Linked DNA regions of Zea mays: region 2 is linked to region 1. The links are chromatin contacts, called in public Hi-C maps. All regions are on one chromosome and are shown on one strand. The core of a region is the stretch at or near the end of the contact, and the rest is flanking DNA. Distances in the headings are between cores, read along the strand shown. Region 1 overlaps LOC103635831 (5-pentadecatrienyl resorcinol O-methyltransferase). Region 2 has its middle 32 kb from the start of LOC103635822.

What was found. Hi-C and Micro-C count contacts between places; a contact is called where the count stands out from the background.
Region 2: a Hi-C map of bundle sheath shows a contact between it and region 1, with 3 times the contacts expected there. The contact joins two enhancer-like sites. A contact is called at or near these places in 2 of 25 Hi-C or Micro-C datasets (bundle sheath and tassel).

The regions. Positions count from the first base shown.
Region 1 is chr1:66,367,587-66,374,054 of Zm-B73-REFERENCE-NAM-5.0, reverse strand. LOC103635831 (5-pentadecatrienyl resorcinol O-methyltransferase) reads left to right here. Exons shown (of 3, transcript XM_020547138.2): 2 at 1,127-1,243; 3 at 1,682-1,984. The coding sequence ends at 1,984. Among protein-coding and RNA genes, the nearest start is that of LOC103635831, 9.0 kb to the left of the region's middle. Within about 2 kb of position 2,969, at least 17 of the 20 cell types and tissues checked have an H3K27ac peak or open chromatin away from gene starts, as enhancers often do. A contact at or near this core is called in bundle sheath and tassel, where this site is marked.
Region 2 is chr1:66,605,761-66,612,228 of Zm-B73-REFERENCE-NAM-5.0, reverse strand. No RefSeq gene overlaps it. Among protein-coding and RNA genes, the nearest start is that of LOC103635822, 32 kb to the right of the region's middle. Within about 2 kb of position 3,733, at least 19 of the 20 cell types and tissues checked have an H3K27ac peak or open chromatin away from gene starts, as enhancers often do. A contact at or near this core is called in bundle sheath and tassel, where this site is marked.

The DNA.
Region 1 (6,468 bases), core at 1,720-4,219:
TCCATAGCAACTCTTTTTTTATTATCAAAAATGGATCGCAGGCACAAGGATGGGGACAATGGCCAGGACAAGCTCCAGCGTCGCAGCCACAGTGGACCGGTGTTGGGTGGACGCAGGCACCTCCAGGCACTTGGACGCCTCCACCACCCCAAGGATCGCAGCCATTTCAAGCGTGGATGGCACCGCCACCGACGGGGTGGGTGCCACCACCTCAGGGGTGGCCAGCACAACAGTACCCGTGGATGCATGCACAGCCTCCTTATCACCATGGATCACAGGTGACGTTCCATGTTTAGTTTTATGCAAATAGTGACCAAACATAGCCAGTATAGGTATAGGGATAGCAAAACACAGCCTTATTTGAATGATTGATGAATTGCAGGGTTCAGCGTCACATGCTCAGGAGGGTGCTGTCAACGTCCACGACTTCCTCGTCCATGGTTCTGGAGGGAGTGGCCACCTTCCTGGTGGTGGAGGAGGGAGTGGCCAAAACTCTCATAGCCCGCAGGAGTGATTAGTGAGTAGTGAGTTTGTTTGAAACTATGGACTTATGGTATTGAAACTATGTATGGACTATGGACTATGGACTATTTGTATATGTGAATGTGTTTTGTGATATGTATATGTCAATGTGTTTTGTGATATGTATATGTGAATGTGTTTTGTGAATTATGTATTTTGATTGTGAATCTGTATATATGTGAATTGTGATATTGTGTATTTTGCTGTGAATTATTAATAGGTGCAGAAAAATCTGTTTTGGGGGGGGAACCATCAATTTTCGTCGGCCTCGGTGGTGGCCGACGAAAATATCCTGGGAACATATTTTCGTCGGCCATCAGCGGGCCGACGAAAATAGCCTGGGCGTATTTTCGTCGGCTTTCCCAAGGCCGACGAAAATAGTCAGTCCGACCAATTATTTTCGTCGGCCTCGGGAAAGCCGACGAAAATAGGTATTTTTCGTCGGTACCGACGGAAATAGGTGCCTATTTTCGTCGAACTTATTTTCGGCGGCTATTTTCGTCGGTCTGCCGACGAAAATAGTCTATTTTCGTCGGTTTAGGCTTATTTTCGTGGGCTTTTGGCCCACGAAAATTTACGTGTTTCCTGTAGTGCGCACGTCAAGTGCAGCGTGCTTGACCTCCCGCACGTTGTCGCCGGTGCTCCATCTGATGGCAACGTGCACTTCGTCGCAGGAAATATGTTTGAGAGTATTCCACCTGCAACCGCTGTTTTCCTCAAGGTACCATCCGTCGTCACTGCTGACTGCTAGCTCCCTCCTCCATTTCTCGTTGTATTTGCATTCTGAGATCCTTGTCAAACTTCAATTTTGACTATCCTTTTCTCTTGTCTTGGACAACTTGAGATTGTATTTTACAGTAAAGATATCTATGACAGGAACATGTGTAGTATAAAAATATATTTTATGGTACATTAGTGATACTAATTTAGCATCATAAAATACCAATGCTATATATTTTAGTAAATTTAACCAAACATAAAATGACAACTCTATAATTGAATTCAGATTATATTTTGTACGTAGGGGGGTCTAGATTTTTGTATAAACTTTTAGATGTAAATGTGATGCGTGCTATTATCATTGAATCCAAACACCAATAAGGACCCTTTTCTTCATTATCTTTCAATTAATTAATTTACTGAAATCTCTCTATGACAGAAAACTCTACATGACTGGGGTGACGATGAGTGTGTCAAGATATTGAAGAACTGCAAGCAAGCCATACCTCCACGGGATGCAGGTGGGAAGGTAATAATCTTGGACGTGGTAGTTGGATATAAACAGTCAAACATAAAGCATCAAGAGACACAAGTTATGTTCGATTTGTATATGATGGCCGTTAACGGAGTTGAGCGTGACGAGCAAGAGTGGAAGAAGATCTTCGCTGAAGCCGGATTCAAAGACTACAAAATTCTACCCGTCATTGGTGACGTGTCGGTCATCATCGAGGTCTATCCTTGAATGCTTTATTTGTGAATAATAAAGGGCGCCTAATTCATAATAAACCTAGGATTGTGAAGGCGCTGGTAGTACATTAAGAATTGTTCCTTTTTATTACCATGTGCTTGAACCTTTGGACAATTTGTAATATGAGAAGGTGAGCAATTGTGTTTTGTTAACATGCATGGTCTCTTGCATTGGTACGTGGTGCGCATTCTACGTGATGCAAAACGCTATGTGGTGCACGTTGGGCCGGTAGACATCTCTACTACGCGTCTACGCCGCCCTGGCCTTAATAGGGCAACATGCATGGAATGATGGAAGCCTTTGAATTCTTGTGTCGTGGCAGCAAATAGTGTTTGAGTTGCAGCTTTTGGATCTAGCTTTTCTAAAAAAGTTGCTGCTAGGCCTTTGACACTGAGAAGAAAAAGATAGCTTTTCGATAATGTTTTTAGCTTTCTAAACTCAGGAAGCTACATAAAACCTATAAAACCAGGCTGCTTCTCTTATCTGAGCTTTTGGCTTTCCAGAAGCTAAACTAAAAACCTAGCGGTTTGCATCAGTTTCCCGCTTTTTTCTACACGTACGGTAGGAAGCTGGCCTCAAACAAAAATGACAGTCCACTTGAACAACAAATTCCATATTTCACTCATAATCTCATTTTTTATTTTAGATTTCTCTCTACAAACAGTGTATATACAGTGTTATACATACCCACATATATATACCTCGTTGCTGGAGTTGGCCTCAGCCAACCAAATCTGGGGTCCGGGTCCGGGCTGCTAGATTTGCTCAGTCGCGTCGCGTGCAACGCGTGCCTCCAGAGCGCTCGCGTCCGTGACCAGACGAGGGCCCGCGGCTTTGGAGCCTTGCACGCGGAGGACGAGGTGTTGCAGTTCCAGTGGGATTTTACTTTCGCCCGCGCGCGGGGGCGAAGTGGTACCGTGGGGCCCGATGGCAGCTCCACAGGAAAAAGGGCAAAGGTAGACAGGCGTGGTCCACGCATGTCACATGGTGCAGTGAGTGTTCAGCGGTCGGTCAGGGTCAGGGTCAGGGTCAGGGACAGGGTCAGGGAGTTGGCGTGGGCGTCTGCGGTCTCCCATCGGGGGCGCGGATCGCAACGTGAGATGGCTGCTGCAATTTACTCCTATTTGCCAGTGAAAGAAACAGTCATGAGAGTAAATAGTCGAATGAGTTTGTATTGTTTTACGGTATATACATGACCATCTCCACTATAGTTTCTAAATATTGCCCTATTTTAGGGCTCGAAACCACAAAACACTCCTCCAACAATAGTTCTATTTTATAAATATTCATTAAACGATGATTATACTAGAGTTATATCCTCGTTTTCTCCTAACCTCCAACCATTTATTTCCTAATAACATAATTTATTTTTTAAATAGCATTATTTAAGGTCTAACCGTTGGAGTAGAAATTTCTTTTGTGGCACTAAACACTCTAAATACGGTCCTATTTCAATTTTTAGAACTCTATTTTAGAGTTTATTGTTGAAGATGCTCTAAAGGAACAAACCAGTTTTGAGAACACGTCGGTTTCGTCCATATGCACACAACATAGCTGTGAGGAAACTTTCTCTTCCAAAGGCCCTTAAAACACTAATCTAACAGTTACTTTCTAGCATGTTCTAAGTGAGGAAGGGTACGGAGAACACCTTCGGATGAACCCAACACAAATGCAAAGACTAAGGTATAAGCTTCGTTTCGATAACACGTGTACGTGATGGGTGAGCAAGCCAAGGCCATAAGAAGTCCACATGTTCAGCAAGGCAGCTATAGAAAAAGACAACACTACCCTCTATGTATTCGCTATTTCAAATGTATAAGCTTGAAGGCACAATTGTAATTTTACCGAAGTTGTATCATGCGACTATAAATAGAGGAACAGTGTCATGCATTGTTCACACTTTTTTGCTAGAGAGGGAGATCGCTCTGTCTACGAAGTTGTATTTCTCTCATCTTCCTCTGTAACTTCGCGCAGCTGAAGGTATACATGTAATCTTTTGTTAAATAATAAAAGAGGAGAGAGAATAACATCTTATGAGGTTGGATTGTGTAGTTTACCTTTTATATTGTGCATAGTTCATTATTAATATCTTTTACTTTCTTCCTCATTCACTTTCCATTTCTTCGTCCTTCAATAAACCTTCTCTCCGAGAAAGAAGAAATAAAGGATGAAGATGAAGCTCAATTTAACTGTGTTGCCTTGTTTTTGTACCCTAAAGGGATCAAAAGAAAGTGACCAACAATGGCCTTTACATCTTACGACACACGATGTGGGCGTCGTAGAATGCAAGACGGTCTCCACCAACGTCTGCTAAATTTCATCCTCTAAATTAATATTCCTATTATTTAAATTATACTCTAAAAGATTTCTTTTTCTATATCTTCTTCATCTCTAGCAACATCTTCTAAATTTGGTTCTCTATATCTACAATATTACTAGATATATGTATCTACAGGCACGTGCCAAAGAAATGTTTATTAAATATTTATAGACTGCTTGTCGTACGGACGGAGGACAGTTGCCACATTTAGCGTGTAGAAGGTGAACAACAAATCTTAGAGGATGCAATAGAGGTCGTTGTTGGGTGAGTAAAGTATGGGAATGAACACTAAATTTAGAGTTTAGGTCCACTTACGGTATATTGCTGAAGAGAGACTAAGAGGAACTACCATGTAACGATTGTACGAGATTGTTTACTACCATAATACTTTCCCTTAGGGATTGTTCGTTTGTGCTGCAATTCATCCAAGAATCATTCCAGCTCATCAAAGCTTATATAAATCAGTCACGCAATTCAGCTAGGAATCGTTCCGAGTGATAGTTCCCTAGTGTCGGTGTTTTGCGCTACTGGCACCTTGTTACTCAAAGCTCGTAGTAGGGGTTACAAGCGGGCGAGAGAGGGAGGATCTCACACGTCTCTTGTGCGTGGGTGGACCTAAACACTAAAGGACAGTAGTTCTAAGCTAAGCCTTGGATGTCATGGTAGCTCACGCCTTGGCTCTAGCCTTCGAGTCTTTTGGTTTTGTCGAGTGTGTGTGTCTGTCGTCTCGGGTGCATCTCTTCTTTGCATATGTGCCTCCCTCGTGTTCTGGCCGACCTCTCCCTTTTATAGGCCAAGGTGGGGTCAGCTATCGGTAGCTTCCCAAGGAAGGAGCTACTGCGCTGTGGTAAAATAGGACGTCTTACCCTGGTAAGGTCGTGTTTATCCATGCATGCCCTGGTCGTCTGGGCTTCCCTGGTCGTACTTTTTATGACATGTAGTGTGGGCGGTGAAGGGTCCCAGAGTCATCATTGTTGCCTCTATGCCGTGCGACCCCTTGCTGTCGTAGCCTGGGTCTCGGCACGCTCGTCGTGTTGTGGGGCGTGGAGGTGGCTAGCGCACTCAGGCTTCGGCTTTATAGATCATGAGTGGGTCGCATGCCTAGGGGTCCATAGGTTATGAGTGGTAAGTGGACCGACTCACCCTCTGTGGCTCAACGCCAGGAGTAGTTAATGTGGCACAAAGGGTCAGTCCAGATCATGTGTGAAATCCACTCGAGTGGCTTCCCCTCGATCCACCCGACCCCCCTTTCGGCTCCACCTCGCTCGACCCTCGGCTCAGTGCCTCGGGTTTATCCAGAGGCGGGTCCATCTGGAGTGGACCTTTCTCACGCCTTCCTACTCACTAGTGGGCCCTGGGAGGCCCATGGATCATTTCTCCAACAGTAGCCCTCGAACCCCCGAGGGGAGAGTGTCTCCCCTTGGGGCTTTTCCCAGGTAGGGCGTCGCTCACCCCAACCTTCTCAGTGTTCACACCCTCAGGAGACGGTATGTCCTAATTTAGGATTCCTCTGAGGCGGTCGTTATGTTTCTCGTTATAAGTGAGGGTGAGCGCCCACTTGTAAACATCCCATAATTGCTTGCTTTCCATTTCGCACCTCGAATGGGTTTTGATGGCGAGTTGATTGGCGGATCACGAGTCGGGAGGGAGTCGTGCTACGTTGGATTAGGGTGAGACTCTTCCTCGTCCGAGTATCACCCTTTACTATCTCTCTCTCGGTGATTCGGGCGCATGCCTTCCTTGTTGTAGGGTGCCCTTGCTTCCATCGTCCGAGAGGCATCACCCTCCATGGAGTCGTTGTGGCCAGGCCCGCTGGCTCCTCTTCCCCTCCCTTGGGAATCCCAGGAGAGTCATGACACCTTTTCGCTCGGTGCAAGAGGCCAGTGAGACTGAGGCTAGAGTGATTCGAGCTCAGCTCGCTGAATCCGATTGTCGCATGGCTGATAGGTTCCTACATTATAACCTTTCTATCCCCCTTGCGTTTTGACCCCTTTCATGTCTTCCTTTCCTTTTGCTCTGGAAGCTGAGCTAGAGAAGTTGCGCCATCAGGTGGGTTAGGTTGCAGAGTACGTCAAGGCCTGTGATTCGTCCTTGATGGAGTGCCTAGACAGTGTCATGTGCTGCGTTCGGGATATTGTTGACTTTGACGTACATCGAG
Region 2 (6,468 bases), core at 2,484-4,983, 240 kb before region 1:
GCCTCACCCAGCCACAACGCGACACAACAGACTAGTTTTTCTATGTGATGTACATGTACTGACGTGCATGCATGGTCCATGCGTACGTGGAAGTATTTTAAAAAATACAACTACCTAGCTTCAATCAGAGCTTCAATCAGGCGGTTTTTTTTGGCTTTGCCAAACCAGCTGTGTCCGGTAGTGATAATTAAGAGACGTATACTTGACACAAACATAATCATTAGGACACGCGCAACTCTATTTAATATAGATTCTCTCGAGAGGTCCGTATAGGCTAATTGAAAAAAATACAAGATACGGTCCTACACAATTTTCTATACATATTGTCTCTTAGTTGTATTTATGGTCTAAAGTCTCATATCTTACAGTTTCGTAACTGTCTCTTGTATTTGGAAAACTGAACCACCGTCTCACCGTTATACGACAACATCATTACAGTTCAGTTCAAAGGTTGAAACTTGAAACACAAATAGCCGCCACACGTCAACATGAGTGTGACAAATTAATAAAACTAGTTCCCAACTGCATGCCTCGATCGTATAAGCCGCCACAAGTCACGGTCAAAGGTCATAAGGCTCACATAGGCCAATATCTAAATGCTAAAGGCTAGAGTTCTTAGGGCATGTACAGTGGAGAGACACCAAAACGGTTTTCCAAGCACAGGAGACAACTAAGAGACTATATTGTACAATGGAGTGTCTATAAACGTAGTCTATTAATAAATACAGAATTAAATGTATTTGTATAGCATCAGATCGATAGAACAGACGACAAATTTGTACAGTGGCAAGTGATGCGTCTGTTGTTACTTGGTTTACGAGCCAGAGGCGTCTCTTCACGGAGAGATGGCTCTAAGATTTTTTTGCAAATAACCCCCTAAAACACCTTAAGAGCCCCCACATTAAACACCACTGTAAATGCCCTTATCCTATCAAGGCAACAACTACGTATTAGGATAATGGTAAACCGGTAATAATACGACGATGGAAAGTACAAGATAAGGGCATCAACATCAATCATGCATGGTTCCATGCATGTTTCTTGCTCCTGTATAGCTAGCTCACCGGCTGTGACCACTTCATCTTGGTTAGACTACTCCAGGTCCATTTCTTTCTCATTCACTTGTTCTTCATTTTTCAGACGGGAGTTGTCCTTCTTCAGTCTCAGCTGAGCCAATCTAGCACTCCTACACAAGTTTGTGACCTCCTTGGGCCCGGTCATAGCGATGCAGCCTCCAACCAATCTAAGTACTCTAGTGTGTCATATTTCTAACGGCAACGGGACTAGACTAAGACGGAGGACAGAAGATTAGTAAATATATATATATATATATTTTTATAAGTTGTACCCACTTTTTAAATTGAGAACAAATTTTGAGTTTATAAATTTATATGTCCATGTGTGGCTATTGTACTTTGTTGATCCTATTGAGGGCAACTGCAGAAAGGGCTCGACCATTTGGGGCCAAATAGTGTCTAAGTACAACTTCATAGTCGAACCTCCTCCCCATCGTACCCCTAAGCAGCTGAAGAATTGGTGGTCCACGAGAAATCGCAAGATCAGCCTCTTCAACAACATATAGAACCGATTGTATACGTTCTAACCGAGCAGATTAGATGATGTTATGCTATTGAAAGTGAGAAACGAGAGCTTCCACAACAGGTCTGATGAAACAGACTTCAAGCTGGAGCACACATGATGTGCTCTTCGCCATTAGCCTAAGTGGTGTGTGTGACAGGGTGGACGACAGCAGCTATATGATCAAACGATCATGTCTCAACATGGAAGGTGATTATAGCTTTGCATTGTTGGAAAACATCGGACCAACATGCCCTATTGATTGTGATAGGGCAAGAGCTCAATGCAAAGGGAAGAGGCTAGCAACAAGTACGAGCGAGTCCCTTGTTATGGAGAATAGCATGATGAACAAGCTCTACAAAGCCAATGAGATGTCAAGTCTGATCAAAATTGTATGAGCATTTCACCAAGTTGCTGGATTAGTCCACCGCCGTTATAGACGATGTCATAAAATAAGACCCACAGGTTGACTGTAAAAAAATTGATCAAGCAATTAAAACTAGATGGGAAAGAAGAGGTGGAGAATGACGACAACGAGGGGACTAGTATTTATCATTTTTTATGAACTATGTCATTTTTATTTTATTTACTTTGTTTGATTATGTAATTTTTACTTAATTACATGATCGAATTATATTTTCCCAATCTAAAAAGAAAAACTGATGGAGCATCGAAGTTGTTGCAGCCTGATGGTAAATGCTATATATTAGAGCGCTACAGTAGATAAGAGCTAATGATGGTCGATAGCGGAGTCCATAATGTGATCAATAGCTGAGCAAGGTTAATAATATAACTCATAGCAAGCTATATTGGAGTCTCACTTTCAGCTGGCTATTAGTGAACAACACACTTTCTCTCTCCATTTTATCTTCATTCCATGTCACCATAAATTTGACATGAGATGCCTTAGAGTCTGATTACATCATTATACTTGCTCTAGTGCGACTAAGAGCATCTCCACTAGTTCGTAAAAAAAGACTTTCTAAACTCAGATTTAGCATGTCGCTAAACACATATTGGAAACAAAATCAACCATAGTCTCCAACAGTTCCCAGTTCCTAGGTTATTAAATATTTTTAAATTAGGATAACTCGATTTTTCTAGTTATTACCTGTAACTTCAAATTAGGTTTTATTTGTATGATAACGTTTAATAATAATCGTTCTTCTCTTTATTGATATTTTTCATTCTGTTGTGAATCGTGGTTGGTCATTTTTCTCTAAATTTTTGGATGGGTCATCTTCAGACTTGTCAGATGAGGATGATGAATCCATCTTTTTCGCAACTCATACAATTCAAAGTGCATTTCTTGTACATAGTGCAAATTTGATGCCGGACAAATGATTTTACAGTGTGATTGACGCGCAAAATAGGCTATTGGAAATTTGGAAGTGTGCGAGAGGTCCCCAAGTTTAAGGACTAAATAGGGATATTTTAGGTAGTTTGTATACTTAGTGAAACTCTCTCTATATCTCTCCTTATAATTGCACTGTCATGTCACCAAGCATGGTGATGTGTCACCATATTTAATGAGTATGAAACTCCCGTTGAGAATTGCACTCTCATTGATGATCCACGCAACTCCCATTGAGAGTTTTATGGGAGGTGATAGGGTTTTATGGGGACGGAACTCTGCGGTTGTTGAAAGTTGATGTGGCGGTATTGGAAATTATAACCGAGAATAGACTAAGAATGTCTCCAATATAGTGTGGAAAATCGGGGACACGAAACTATAGATAATACCACTGTTTGTAGAGAATTTTTTTAAAATAATGTATGATATTGGGGATATACTAGAGATAGTCTAATACTAGTTAAAATCGCTTGAATTAAATTCAGCCTTAAGTTGGATCGGCATGGGTAGTTGCGGGGGTTTGAACTCCACGTGCGGGATTCCATGTCTCCAAGGCGGCGCCAGCTGGTCGTGCCCACGGCATTTTCTTCCAAATGACGCGGTGGGGGTCCGGCGGCCACGGCATCTGCAAACGGGCGATGCGGTCTCCTATTATCCTAGTACTAGTATCTCGCGCGGATCGGGACGGTTTAAGGGTCAGCGTCCGGCTCCCGCGGCGCGTCACGCAGGACGTTCGCGCTCGCTTGGAAATCCACATGGCCCGCGGGACCCAGCGAGCGGTGTCTCGTACCGCGTGCGCGCGTGAATGGTGTGGGCGCGGCGTTGGGTTGGGCACCGTGTGGGGCTCACCCGTCACGGGATACGCGCGGCGTAGGTGTTCCGACCTCAAGCGGACTGGATTTAGACTGGCGTACTGTACTTTAAATTGTAGATAAGATTGCCGTCCCCTCCTCTTTGCGACGACTGGATCCTCTGTGTATTAGAAAACTAGACATTATTAATTTTAATTTAAATTCAGAAGAGCAGTGTTATATAGGTGCGTATATGAATGTATCACTACTCGCATAAGTAATAAATATAAATAAAACATGGACAAGTACAACAGAAAGCACCCCTACGGAGGGACCGATGCTCAAGGTATCAGTGGCTCCATTCACACGAGACATCTCGTGTGTATGTTCGATGGAGTCGTACACAGTCGATGCAGGAATATATACGCCATGCAGTCCCTCGAACGGTCGCTGGAAGACGAACAACAGAAGTAGACGAAGCGCTTCTGGTCGAACGGATGAAGCAAGCAGTCACGAGTACGCTTCCAAAAAAACCTGATCGCACGCACACCCGTGCAAGTGTACCTCCACGGGCGGCGATTTCGGAGGCCTGCTCTCCCACTCTCTCTGTGCTCGCAGAAGGTGGGACGGGAACGTGCTGTTTACAATACGTGTAAGAGATCGCGCGTGTGTCCGGAAGAGCGTCCTCACCCTCGATTAATTCTTATACGCAACTAGAAGGAGAGGAGAAGGACAACAGACAGTAACAGTCGCGCCATTAGAACTAGAAACTGAGGAAGGTCATCATGACGGTCATCACTCCAGGTAAATGCGCATCCGTTTGAAAGAAATATTCGGACCAAGGTTCGATCTACCACAAGCCACGCCCGGCCGGCGGCGGAGGGCGCGCGCGTGTGGCACTGCTTCATTTTTCTCAATTTTCAATAGATGCGCAATGGTCCACCTATTTAAGTTGAATTATTTGTCCCTTGAACTTTCAACATGGTGCTAAATTATTAGTACACCATAGCATTAAAGTGGATCATTAGCATTGACTATTATTGAATATTAATTTGGTCCAAGCCCACGTTAAATCGACACTATATATAGTGTTTCTCTCTCATCTGCTCTATCCATTCGAATACTTTAAACAACCGGTTTAGCAAAACTAAAATATGTACAATACATTTGAGAGTATGAAAAATAGGTATGTACAAAAATTAAAAATTAAAAATATCTCTAAAATAAGTATTGCGTATAGAGAACGTAATTTAGAGGACGTTGTTGGAGAGGAAGAAGATATAGAGAATGGAATTTTTTAGAGCAGACTGTAAAGAACATATATAGAGGATAGAAATAGAGAACGTTGTTGGAGATAGTCTTTACGAGGTCACAGACAAATCAGCGTGGACCTTCCGTTTGAGTTGGTGCACAAATCAGTTTAAGGTCCCGTTTGGTTTGAGTGACTAAAGATTAGTCCATCCATTTTAGTCTCATTTAGTCCCTAGTTAGCCAAAGAGTGAAACTAAAATAAGAAGTAAACTGATTTAGTCTCTAGTCTCTCAAGGGATGACTAAAAGGGACTAAAACATATTAATTCCACCTTTTGTCTCTCATTTATTTCAGTTGCACTAATGGTGGAAGAATGTTAAGGAACATTTTAGTCTTCTTATGAGTGATTTAATACTGTCGAAGAGTAGATCTCCGGCCGGGTGGTGGAGTGCACCCGCCCTAAGTCCTGAGATGAGGAGGGGCTTAGGTGTTTCGCTTGATCGTTGGAGTGAAGGGGAAGAACACAAGAACACACAAGGGTTTAGAGTGGTTCGGGCCGCCAGAGCGTAATACCCTACTCCACTGTGAGATGTATTGCTTGAGAGCGTGTATGAGCTAGCGAGTCTGAGGTTGTGTGTGAAGTTGCCTAAAGATAGGACTGAGAGCCTGTCTGTAACGTCGCATGCCTCCCCTTTTATAGCTGAAGGGGGGTATGCACAAAGGGACTGGGCCCCGACATGTGGGCCCAGGGACATAAAGAATATAGTGCTTGAAGCCTACTAATGTCTGTTGCCGAGACAATCTTCTTGTGCCCTGGCGCCCAAGTCTCCGTATCCTCGGCGTGCAGGGGAAGCTTCTTGTAGAAGAGAAGACGAGTATAACGCGTCGCTCGGTACGGGCGCACTGTTTGCCAACAGACCCAGCAGGCACGCCGCCTGCTGGATGACCTTGACTCCGCCTGCCAGCGGATGGGATGGGACGCAATAAATGATGAAAGGGCACGTCGCCCGTCAGTGTAGTGGCAGGCGGCGCGTCCTTTCCTCAATAAATGCAGGGGCTGCACAACTTTACGTCAGGCTCGGCCCGATAGCTTATGTCATGGGCCACAAGCAGCGGGCCTCCGCCTGAGTGGGAAGTGGAGAGCAAGGCCCGGACACGTGTCAGCACCAGACCCCTGCTCATACCAGGGTCCTCCTTGTTCTGGGATCCTGCTGGGGTTCGGACCTATCCGGAGGCTCCAGACTTATATGTATAGGGGTTCGGTGTCCTTTTGTGGTGGTTCGGACTTACTGGGATATGTTGTCTCTCCTTGCCATGTGACGCCCTTTGTCTTGCCCATGTGGTGGGGTCAGGCGCCATCCCCCGTGTGGCTAGGAGTCGTCGCATGGGTGCGGCGTCTTCATGCTATAGAAGAGGGTACCCCTGATTTAGGGTACCGACAGTGGCCCCCGGGCCCGCCTCAGGGGAGGATGCGAGCCTGCAGGTGGGACCAGA